Linked DNA regions of Sus scrofa: all the other regions are linked to region 3. Evidence: chromatin contacts called from public Hi-C and HiChIP or PLAC-seq data. All regions are on one chromosome and are shown on one strand. Each heading gives the region's core, a stretch centred on a gene start, on an enhancer-like site or on the middle of the called end of the contact. The rest is flanking DNA. Distances are from core to core; before and after follow the strand shown. Region 1 holds the start of NCOA6 (nuclear receptor coactivator 6). Region 2 holds the start of ACSS2 (acyl-CoA synthetase short-chain family member 2). Region 3 holds the start of GSS (glutathione synthetase).

Evidence for each region. Hi-C and Micro-C count contacts between places; a contact is called where the count stands out from the background. HiChIP or PLAC-seq counts read pairs in DNA pulled down with a chosen protein or histone mark.
Region 1: a contact with region 3 is called in an H3K27ac HiChIP or PLAC-seq map of alveolar macrophages. The contact joins the promoter of NCOA6 here to the promoter of GSS in region 3. A contact is called at or near these places in 1 of 5 promoter capture datasets (liver), 2 of 47 Hi-C or Micro-C datasets (liver and skeletal muscle) and 2 of 2 datasets of contacts at active chromatin or transcription factors (alveolar macrophages and skeletal muscle).
Region 2: a Hi-C map of liver shows a contact between it and region 3, with 2.8 times the contacts expected there. The contact joins the promoter of ACSS2 here to the promoter of GSS in region 3. A contact is called at or near these places in 2 of 5 promoter capture datasets (both in liver), 14 of 47 Hi-C or Micro-C datasets (fetal heart ventricle, heart right ventricle, liver and 6 more) and 2 of 2 datasets of contacts at active chromatin or transcription factors (alveolar macrophages and skeletal muscle).

What each region holds. Positions count from the first base shown.
Region 1 is chr17:38,220,479-38,223,708 of Sscrofa11.1, reverse strand. It overlaps NCOA6 (nuclear receptor coactivator 6), which reads left to right and starts at 1,805. Exons shown (of 16, transcript XM_021078293.1): 1 at 1,805-2,011.
Region 2 is chr17:38,258,849-38,262,098 of Sscrofa11.1, reverse strand. ACSS2 (acyl-CoA synthetase short-chain family member 2) reads right to left here and starts at 1,811. Exons shown (of 18, transcript NM_001143695.1): 1 at 1,583-1,811. The coding sequence starts at 1,760.
Region 3 is chr17:38,340,956-38,344,338 of Sscrofa11.1, reverse strand. It overlaps GSS (glutathione synthetase), which reads left to right and starts at 2,086. Exons shown (of 13, transcript NM_001244625.1): 1 at 2,086-2,126. It overlaps LOC106506661 (a long non-coding RNA gene), which reads right to left and starts at 2,019. Exons shown (of 3, transcript XR_001302099.2): 1 at 1,795-2,019.

The sequences.
Region 1 (3,230 bases), core at 556-3,055, 120 kb after region 3:
GGCAATAAACAACCCAGTAATCCTACTGAGGGCAAGGGGAACCTGTCTGGGGAGTTCTCAGGGAAGGTGTACTTGGCGTAGTGATGTTTGAACTAGGATCTGAGGCTGATGAATTATCCAAGGAGGGGGGATATTTCAGGTGGAAGAATCAGTATGTGCAAGGTCCTGAGAAGAGAGGAAGTACAATGTGTGAAGGTCAGTGTAGTTTCAGCCACTCCAGAGAGGGGAAGAGGGCCTGAGAGAAGTCTGGAGATGTGGGAAGGGCAAAAGTGAGACAGATATTTGGTCTTTATCTTTCTTTTTTTTTCTTTTTACGGCTGCACTGCATTCTGAAGTTCCCAGGCTAGGGGTCAAATTGGAGCTGCAGCTGCCGGCCTGTATCACAGCCACAGCAACACCAGATAGCCACATATGCGACCTACATCACAGCTTGCAGCAATGCTAGATCCTTAACCCACTGAGCAAGGTAAGGAGTTGAACCCACATCCTTATGAATGCTATGTAGAGTTCTCAGCCCTCTGAGCCACAATGGGAACTACTATTCAGCCTTTATCTTTTGGAAGTTCCCAGGCCAGGGATCGCACCCACACCACAGCAGCAACCCAAGCCACTGCAGTGACAACGCTGGATCCTTAACCTGCTGCGCCACAAAAGAACTCCCATTTGGCCTTTATCTTAAGAGCAGTGTGGAGCCATCACATAGTTTTTTTTTTTTTTTTTTTTTTTTTGCTTTTGCTTTTTTTAGGGCCACACTTGCAGCATAGGGAAGTTCCCAAGCTAGGGGTCGAACCAGAGCTACAGATGCCAGCCTAAGCCACAGCTATAGCAATGCAGGATCCTTAACACACGGAAGGAGGCCAGGGATGGAATCTGCATCATCATGGAGCCTAGTTGGGTTCCTTAACCGCTGAGCCATGAAGGGAACTCCCCATCAAACAGTTTTAAATACAGGAGAGGCATGATCAGATTTCTTAGAAACATTACTCTAACAGGAGGGTGGAAAAGAGATCGAAGGGGAGCTAAGGAGAACATGAAAAGGCCTTAGATGGCTACTTCACCAGTCCGGGCACACACAGAGTGTGTGCTCAATAAATATTTGTGGAATGAAAGGATTCTTTTTCTTAGATAAGACTAGTGTGCCTGAGCTGTGCAATCTAATATGATGCTTGTAACAGACCTTTAATTTCCATTTTATAGATGAGAAAGCTGAGTTCAGAGGCAGAGAAAATCACATAGCTATCGAGTGAAAGCCAGATCCGAATGCAGGCCTATGACAGACATCAGTGCTGGGTAGGCCTTCCTACAGTTGTGGAGAGGGGAGGGGGCCACACTCCCTTGTACCTTCAGAGCTTGGTAGGGCAACTGTGATGGGAGAAAGTAGAGAGGGACTTACAAGCAAATAATAAAGGCTAAAGTTTATCATCATTAACGTTATTACATACTATGTGTCAGGCACTGTGTCAAGCGCTTTCCATGCCTTCCTTCATTTCCTCTTTGCAAACACTATTATTATCTGTATATTTCATGTGCATAGATCGAGGCTTATGGAGAGTTGACCTGCCCAAGGACATTCAGCCAGAGGGCTCTTATAGGATTGTGCAGTGACTGCAAAGTGGAGGCAGAAGCCACTGACGACACTACCTCGTCGAGATACAAAACCAGCAGATCGCCACACTAAGCTCTATACCGAAGTGAGCGGGCGCGCGCTACCTCGCGCACTCGGAGACGTTTGGTCACGTGGCCAATTCCCCGCCCCTAGTCCGCCCCGCCCTCTCCCGCGCTCCCTCCCTCTCTCCCTCCCTCCCCCTCCCTCCCCGGCCCGGTCCGGCCCATCCCCCTCCCCGCCGGCTCCCTGAGGCCCAGCCGGGTCGGGCTGCGGGCGGCCGGGAGCCGACGGCCAGATAGACCCGCGCAGGCGAGGACGGACGGACGGACACACGGAGGGCCGCGGGCATCCACGGCCCGGGCCGGTGCTCCGAGGCCCGCCCGGGAGGGCTGGGGCCGCGCTCAGGTGAGGTGACGGCGACGCGGGCCCGTAAGGGGTGGGCCCGCCGGGCGTCCCTGGTGCTGGCCCGGTTAGCTTCGTGGGAAGGAGGCGCCGCCCGGGCCCGGCGCGGGAAAATGGCGCCGGCCGACCGTGGAGCACGGCCCCTGTGCGGGCCCGGCCCGGAGCCGCCCCGCCTGCCTGCCCGCCGCGCTCGTGTCCCCGTCGCCATGTTGGGGAGCGGGCCCCGGGCCTACGGGCGGGGGCGCTGGAGGGAGCGGGGGGCTTGGGCGGGATGGGGAGGGTGCAGGACAAGGTGTCTGGGGCGCTCAGGGAGTGCTGAGCCGGCCAGGGTCTGCACCGGGTGGCGCTCCAGGCCCGAAGAACTGGCGGGAGCCGGACGTGGGGTCGTGGTCGGGGTCGCGGAGAAGGGACGTTGGGTCCAAACGGAGCTGGGGTCTGGATCACTGGGGCTAGGAGAGCAGGATCTGGAGCTGGTTTAGGCAGTGTTCATGATCCCAGGCAGGTAGGGCGCGGAGGGGCGTGGGATCTGAGCTCAGGCTGTCAGGGCTGGGACAGTTCTTTGGGGTTGTGATTAGAAATGGGGGCCCTTTAGGTACAGACGCTGGTATCAGATTGGGGGCAGTCTTCGGAGTCTCAGGGCAAGTCCGTATAACTCCCAGGGGGCTGAGGACATATTTGCCCTCAGGATCCTCCACTCCTCATTGGGAAGAGGAACAGAATAAAGTAAGGCTTTGATGAGGAAAAGAGAAAAGGGGGACTGAGGTTTGGATGCAGGAGCTGGCCAGCAAGAGATGCGGAATGAAAGTGGTTGGCCAGAAGAGTCTCCATCAACTTTGGGAGTTTGTGTGTGTCTTTAAAAGGAGGGACCAGGCTGTTTGTGGGCGGTGACCCAAGGTGTCTTCCCAGGAAGGGAACAGCCCACTGTTTTAAGAGCAGGGTCACCTGGGGAGGTCATCCGAAAGGTGTTAGTGAAGCCAGTAGGAATGGTGCAGAGGAATGAATGTATAGTTCTTAGATCATGTAAGGATTTCAGATCATGTAGTGATTTTAGCTGAGACAGAAAGGAAAACATGACTTCTAAAGATCTAAGCAGTTAATGGCAGAAGAGGTACTGGAACTTAGCCTGCTGCTGTCTCATTCAACACATTGTCTTAGAGGAATTTGCTAGCTGGGAGAAATTGTTAGGGAGTCAAGCATGGCAGCATATGTCAAAGAATCATTA
Region 2 (3,250 bases), core at 562-3,061, 82 kb after region 3:
ATGTAGTCAATAAATATCTACATGAACACCTGAAGAAAAAAAAAGGTGCGAAGATTCAAACTCGGACACTGCCTGCAGCAATCAACTGCTGCACTTCAGTCTTATCTTGCATTACTCGGTAATTGCTTCATCCACATTCTTACTGTTATCAAACTAACCGCCGTGTGTGTGTGTGTGTGTGTGTGTGTGTGTGTGTGTGTGTGTGTGTGTGTGTGTGTGTGTGTGTGTGTGTGTGTGTGTGTGTGTGTGTGTGTGTGTGTGTGTGTGTGTGTGTGTGTGTGTGTGTGTGTGTGTGTGTGTGTGTGTGTGTGTGTGTGTGTGTGTGTGTGTGCTTGCGCGCTTTTTAAGGTTGTACCTGCAGCAAATGGAAGTTCCCAGGCTAGGGTCGAATTGAAGCTACAGCTGCCGGCCTACACCACAGGCACAGCAACACAGGATCCCCAACCCACCGAGCAAGGCCAGGGATGGAACCCTCATCCTCATGGATACTAGTTGGGTCCGGTTCCGCGGCGTCACAACCGGAGCTCCTCCTTAGCGCTATTTAGATATTGCTGTGCATCGGGCACTCTACAATGCACACTTTGTACTCACTTTAGCCTTCAAACAACCTGCGCTTACTGTGCCTCAGGCACTCTATAATGCACACTTTACTTAGTACTCACTTTTGCCCTGAAACAACCCACGAGGCAGTTATTACTACCCCTCTCTTATAGATAAAGAATTTCAGACAGGTTTTTAAATCTCCAGAAGACCACACAGTAAATGAGTGGCAGAGCCAGGATCTAAATCCAGATTTTTCTGGGATTGATACAGTGGCTCACTCTTGCCCCACTGCCAACATCATGCAGCTCCCAACTCAGCTATACTTGTGACTCCTTACCTAGCTTGACCGCAAAGACCGAGAATTTTACTTACATATTCCCAAAGACATAGAACTATCCAAAACTCTGAGTGATTACGATCCCAGCCCCAGTTATTTTAAAAGACATTTTAGTGACTTGTTCAGTCTTATATTGTAGTTTCCATTGGGATTTCTGAAATACTAAAAATAGATCTGGGACTCCACTACTCATCTGAGGACCCCAGGATGGGACCCAGCCCGGTTACTGCCCTTCTGCAGTGGGACTAACAGGTGAAAGGTGTCAGGAGGCAATGGTGGGACCGGCGTGAAAGGGTGCGGAGAAAGTTCTCCCGTGGCCAGCCTGCCCTCAAGGCGCCTCTAAGAACCTGTCTGTTCACCTGAGAAACTCTCTCCAGGACACTTTTACTCTCCTCACCTCCTCACGAGACCCCCAAGTCGCCAAGGAACTCCCCAGACCTTAGGGAATCCTTATTTCCTACAGAACTCTCCTTCTCAGAGAACTCCCCTCTCCTCCTGGAACCCCTTTTCCATGTCCTCAAAGAACCGCTATCTGCTCACGGATCCCTCAACTTTCCGAGGGAACCCCAGCTCCCCCCAAAACCCCTCATCTCTCCACGGAACCCCATTTCCGCACAGAACGCCCCCAACTCCTCACTCCCCTGTGCACCCCCACTTCTCTCCTCCCTGACGTCCCTCAGGCCCGCCGGAGCTGGGCCTCACCTTGCGGGTTCTCCACAGAGAGCCGGTGCAGCTCTGCGTAACGCTGCTGCGAAGGGACGTGCGCGCAACGGATGATCTCGGGCGGTGGAGACCAACTCCGAGCCCAGCTCCGGGCTCCAGCCTCCTCCCGGGCCCTGCTCCCGCGGCCGCTCCGGCCCCGCTCTTCAGGAAGCCCCATTGCCTCAAGTTCCTTGCACAGAACCCGCCTTAGCTGTTGCCTCCAGCGCTCAGGCGGGGAAAACAAGCAGACCGAAGGGCGGGGCCTTAAGGAAGGGGAGGGGCTTGACGGCAGAGGCGTGGCTTAGGCCTGTCCTGGTTGTTGGGCGTCCGGGAGAGCGGAGCCGGGCCTGGTGGGGGTGGGACCAGGGCTAGCAAAGAAACCCAGGAGGGCAAGTGGAACTTTGCTAGGGGTTTGGGGCGGAGCTGACTTACGGAAGGGGTGGGGCCGGGCGTGACAGGAGAGAGGGTGGGCCCATGGAGTGAGGGGGAGTGGCGAGGCTGGATGTGACAGGAGAGGAGGCTGGACCATGGAGTGACCAGGGTTGGGTGGGATCTTGGAGTTACAGATGTAGATTTGTGTTAGGGCGGGACTCAGCGGGAAAGAGCTGGGCTAAAGAGCTGAGCCGCCCAGTGGTCTGATCGCACAGCCTGTCACCCCACAGAGTTGAAAAGTCAAGAGGTGTCCTTTCTGGGTGACACCTTTCCTCTGGGGGAACTATCCCCTACACTAAGTAAACTCCAATTTTCTCCCACCCCCGAGGATAGGTCTTTACTTTCCCTGATTGCGCAAACTTCCATCCAAAAAACTGAGTGAAGACTAGGAGGTGCCTTCAGGTCTCTGCTAATAAACCCATCTCCCCATTACATAAATGGTAAACTTAGGTAAAGGGAGGACTTTGTACAAGGTCACAGAGAAAACGACGACATGTTAGAGCCAAACCTAGGTCCTGACTCCAGGTCTTTTTACCAGCCTCATTTGGCTGAAGCTGTGGCTTGTGAAATGACAAAGTGTATGTAAACAGAAGGAATCACTCACTTTCCTTCCCCTTCTTTCCTTCCCGGTCTCTTCACCAAGAGACGTCTCCCTTGCCCCACCTGGGCTCAAATACCTCTGACTTCCCTCTAGCCCTTCCACTCCAGAAAGGAGAGGCCAACCAGGACCCTCATCTCCCACCTGTACTCACCACTAAGAAGGGCTCACACCACCCATTGGTTCACAGAATGGCTGTAAAGGCAGAAAAAATCCTTAAATATCTAATTCCAAGAATGATTCAGAGGCTCAAAGCAGGCACTCCCCACTTCCTGAAGCCTACACAGGACCCCATCTGGCTCAGCCTCTCTTCCCACCTGCTCCCTTGTTCTTTAATTAGCTCAACTCAAGCCCAACACAACCCAAATGGAAAAACAAACACTGCCCCCCACCCCCATGGTCAGACCTATGATCCAGAGCTACCTAATCCTGAGGGAAGGGTTTCAAGGCTCCCTGAAGGGATACAGACCTCAAGGAATGGACATGGACCCCACTGGGAGGACAGATACTTCATCAAGGAGGCATTAATTGCTCTAAAGGGGCACACATTTCACTGATAGCACAAGGACTCCATCAAGGGAGAATAAATCTTATTGAGTGATCTTAGATCTCACTGAAGGGCTGCTGATAGGATATGA
Region 3 (3,383 bases), core at 837-3,336:
ATAGCTTCTTTTGTTTCTTGTTAACATGGTGGACTTTTCCTGGCACCTGGGGCCTAATAAGTAACTGCTGCTTCAGACTCTCCCTTAGGTAGAAAAGCAGACAAAAGAAGGTATCATAAAAACACTGTTGTGGCAACAACCAGACCACCTATCCCTTCGTTCCTACCAACAAGACTGGAAGGCTCAGTCCATCCTATAGATGAAGAATGTACATACTTTATTTTTATTTATTTATTTACGTAGTCTTTTCAGGGCCTGCACCCACAGCATATGGACAAACCCAGGCTAGGGGTCGATTTGGAGCTATAGCTGCTGGCCTATGCCATAGCCACACCAGATCCGAGGCATGTCTGCAACCTACACCACAGCTTATGGCAACGCCGGTTGGATCCTTAACCCACTGAGTGAGGCCAGGGATCAAACCTGTGTCCTCATGGATGCTAGTCAGATTCGTTTCCGCTGAGCCACGATGAGAACTCCTATATATACTTTAAGGAGTTGAAAACATCCTGTCCCCTGGATTGAGCCACTGATTCATAACCAATTAGTCATAGTTCTCTCTCCTAAATCTCTCTTTAATCTGTTCCCTTCTCTCCATCTCCTCAGCCCTGCTTCATCATCTCACACCTTAACTTTCTCTGAGCTCTGTTCCTGGCCTTGATCTCCCCACTTACAAAGCATCTGACATGCCATAACCAGCACCTCACACTCTGTGTCTCTCTCTTGCTTAAAATCCTTAGCTCATTGGACAAATGCTAAACTTCTAAATCTAGCATCAACGGCTCCTCAAGACTGAGCTCCTAAAAGTCTGCTCCAACTTCCGGGCTCTCCCCAGCACCTACGCCAAACTCTTCACTGTCTCTAAAACAAGACTAGCCACATTCAGAATTATTTGCCTTTGCTGTTTCTGCTACTGCTACTTGGTACCCAGTTCCCATTCCTGCCTCTCACCTTCACCCTCATTTCCTTCACTGCTTACACATCGCTATCCATCCTTCCAAACCCTAAAAGCCTTCTCCATTTCCCCCCAAACACCATTTACCTTTTTTTTTTTTTTTTTTTTTTTTTTTAAGGACCACACCTGCAGCATATGGAAGCTCCCAGGCTAGGAGTTGAATAGGGGCTGCAGCTGCCGGCCTACCTACCTACCTATGCAGCAGCTTGCAGCAATACTGGATCCTTAACCCACCAAGCTATGGCTGGGATCAAACCAAAATCTTCACAGACACTATGTCAGGGTCTTAACCAGATGAGCCACAACAGGAACTCCCTTACCTGTCTACTTTTTGAATCAGATGTGAAAGCAGGGCCTCTGTCTTATTCATAGTTAATTCCCCAGAGCCTGAACTGATAAATTCAGTTTAACTAAAATTCCTATCAGGTGCTTCAGACTGAGAGAATCCTATCACAGAGCAGCTGGGGAGCTGCCAAGGGGTAAGGTGGAGGGTAGGGATCAAAAATCTGCATTTAAAAAAGCAAACAAAAACTGCCCCACATCCTGATGCAAGTGATAGTGGACATTTTGAGAAGCAATGGATCACCCTGAAACATTTCTAAAAACTGCTGGAAAAATGAAAATATTTTCCTTTCACCTTGAAGGCTTTTCCTGCAGCTGCCCCAGGGTTGCAGAAATCTGGTGTTCTTCTCTGGGACCCAGCTGGGTACAAAGCTAAAGCCTGGGTTTCAACACTGGCAGCCCACCCCGTCTCAGGGCCTTTTATTACCACACTGTCCACCACCAACTGTGTGTCTCCCAGGGAGTGACTGTTCCATTCTGGGTATCGGTTTCCCCACCTTGCATCGGACGTCACCAGCTCTGACGTCCTGCGAGCTAAGCAAACTCGTAGCTCTCCGCGGAACCTACAGGGCTCCTCCCCTCCCTCCCAAGGTCCTGTCCGCCTGGGTCCAGCCGACGCACCCCGTAGGCCAAGGCTGCCCTCACACGGACTGCCCCTTCCCAGCCACCGTCCAGCTCCGGAGGAACGGGTCTCCTCCCCCGCTCTGCTCTAGGGGATCCGGCGGGGCGGCCTGCGCAAGCGCGTTGGGTCGTATCGAGGCCCCGCCTCCTGAAGCTCGGGTTAGGGCGCTACGGGTCTGAGTACGGTGCGCGGCGGGACGACGAACGAGTAGGTTGGGGCGCGGCAACGGCGGCCGGCAAGGGTCACGTTTCTTCGGGAGGAAGGCCATGAGGGAGGGGTCTGGCTCGCGATAGGAACCCCGGAGGCCAGGAGATGTTGCATCTCCTACGCACGGCGGGGACCTGGAACCTGGTGTCCAGTTAGGGGGTGGGGCTGGTGCTTCTGGATTCCAAATTCCCTAGATCTCCTGACTTCAGGTCGGGCAGGTGGCGGGGGATCGGTGCCCGTGAGACTAGAACCGGAGTTTGGGTTTTTTGTTTTTTAAACCACAATAGAACTGGGAGCGATTAGAGCCAGACTTTGTCCAGGATGGGAGCGAGCGGGCCCGTAGAGGTGGGACAGGCCTGGGCAGGAGACCGTGGTGTTGCCCCGGGCCTCACGCAGGCGTTGGCCTTGCCCGGATTTAAAGTCCGACCAGGTTTTCTTGTGGGCGTTTTAAGACTTTTGGTGATCTGGCCCTAGCCTGTCAGTCATCATCGTTCTTTCATTTAACATTCACTGAATACAGTAGTAGGCTCTGGAGCTAGAGATGTGATCAAAACACACATGCTATTCCCTGTGGTACAGGGAAATTAATGGGTTGTAGAAAGAAGCCCTGGGCAGAGACTAGGGACAGCTTGTGAAACAGCCGTGAACGCTGGTCAGGAGTGGTGGGGATTGTCCCAAAGAGAGATAAAAGCAAGTGCTAATGCCTGGGAGCAGGAGAGAAGCTGGTGTTTTTCTAGTCACTGAAGATACCTCACTCTGAATCTGTTTAGTGCCCAAGGAAAAGATGGTGGTAGCCAGAACTAGGATCTTAACAGTGGAGGTAGAGAGAAATCAAGGAATTCAGAGTACATATATTTAGATAGAATCCACAGGATCTGGGGGGAGAATAGAGTGTAGGAGAGAAGTGTATACAGGGCTTGGGTGCCTGGCTGGGGGGTTGATCAAGAGTAGGAGCAGATTTGTGGGGAGACAACTACACAGTCTATTCTGGTTCTTTGGAGACTCAGTAAGCAGTTGGATGTTCTCCTTTGAAGGTCAGGAAAAGTGACAGTACAGTGAAGGTACAGATTTGAGTGTCATCAGCACAACAGAAATAAAGCCACAAGAAGGGTTGAAACTGTAGAATGAGAAAAACAAAGGACCCGATTAGCACTTTTCATAGTGATTTTTTTTTGTCTTAGCTTTCTCTATGTCCTGAGTCCTGACATTAGATGCCAGTCAGTGTTTACCAACTAAACAAAAGCCCAACAGCAGGCA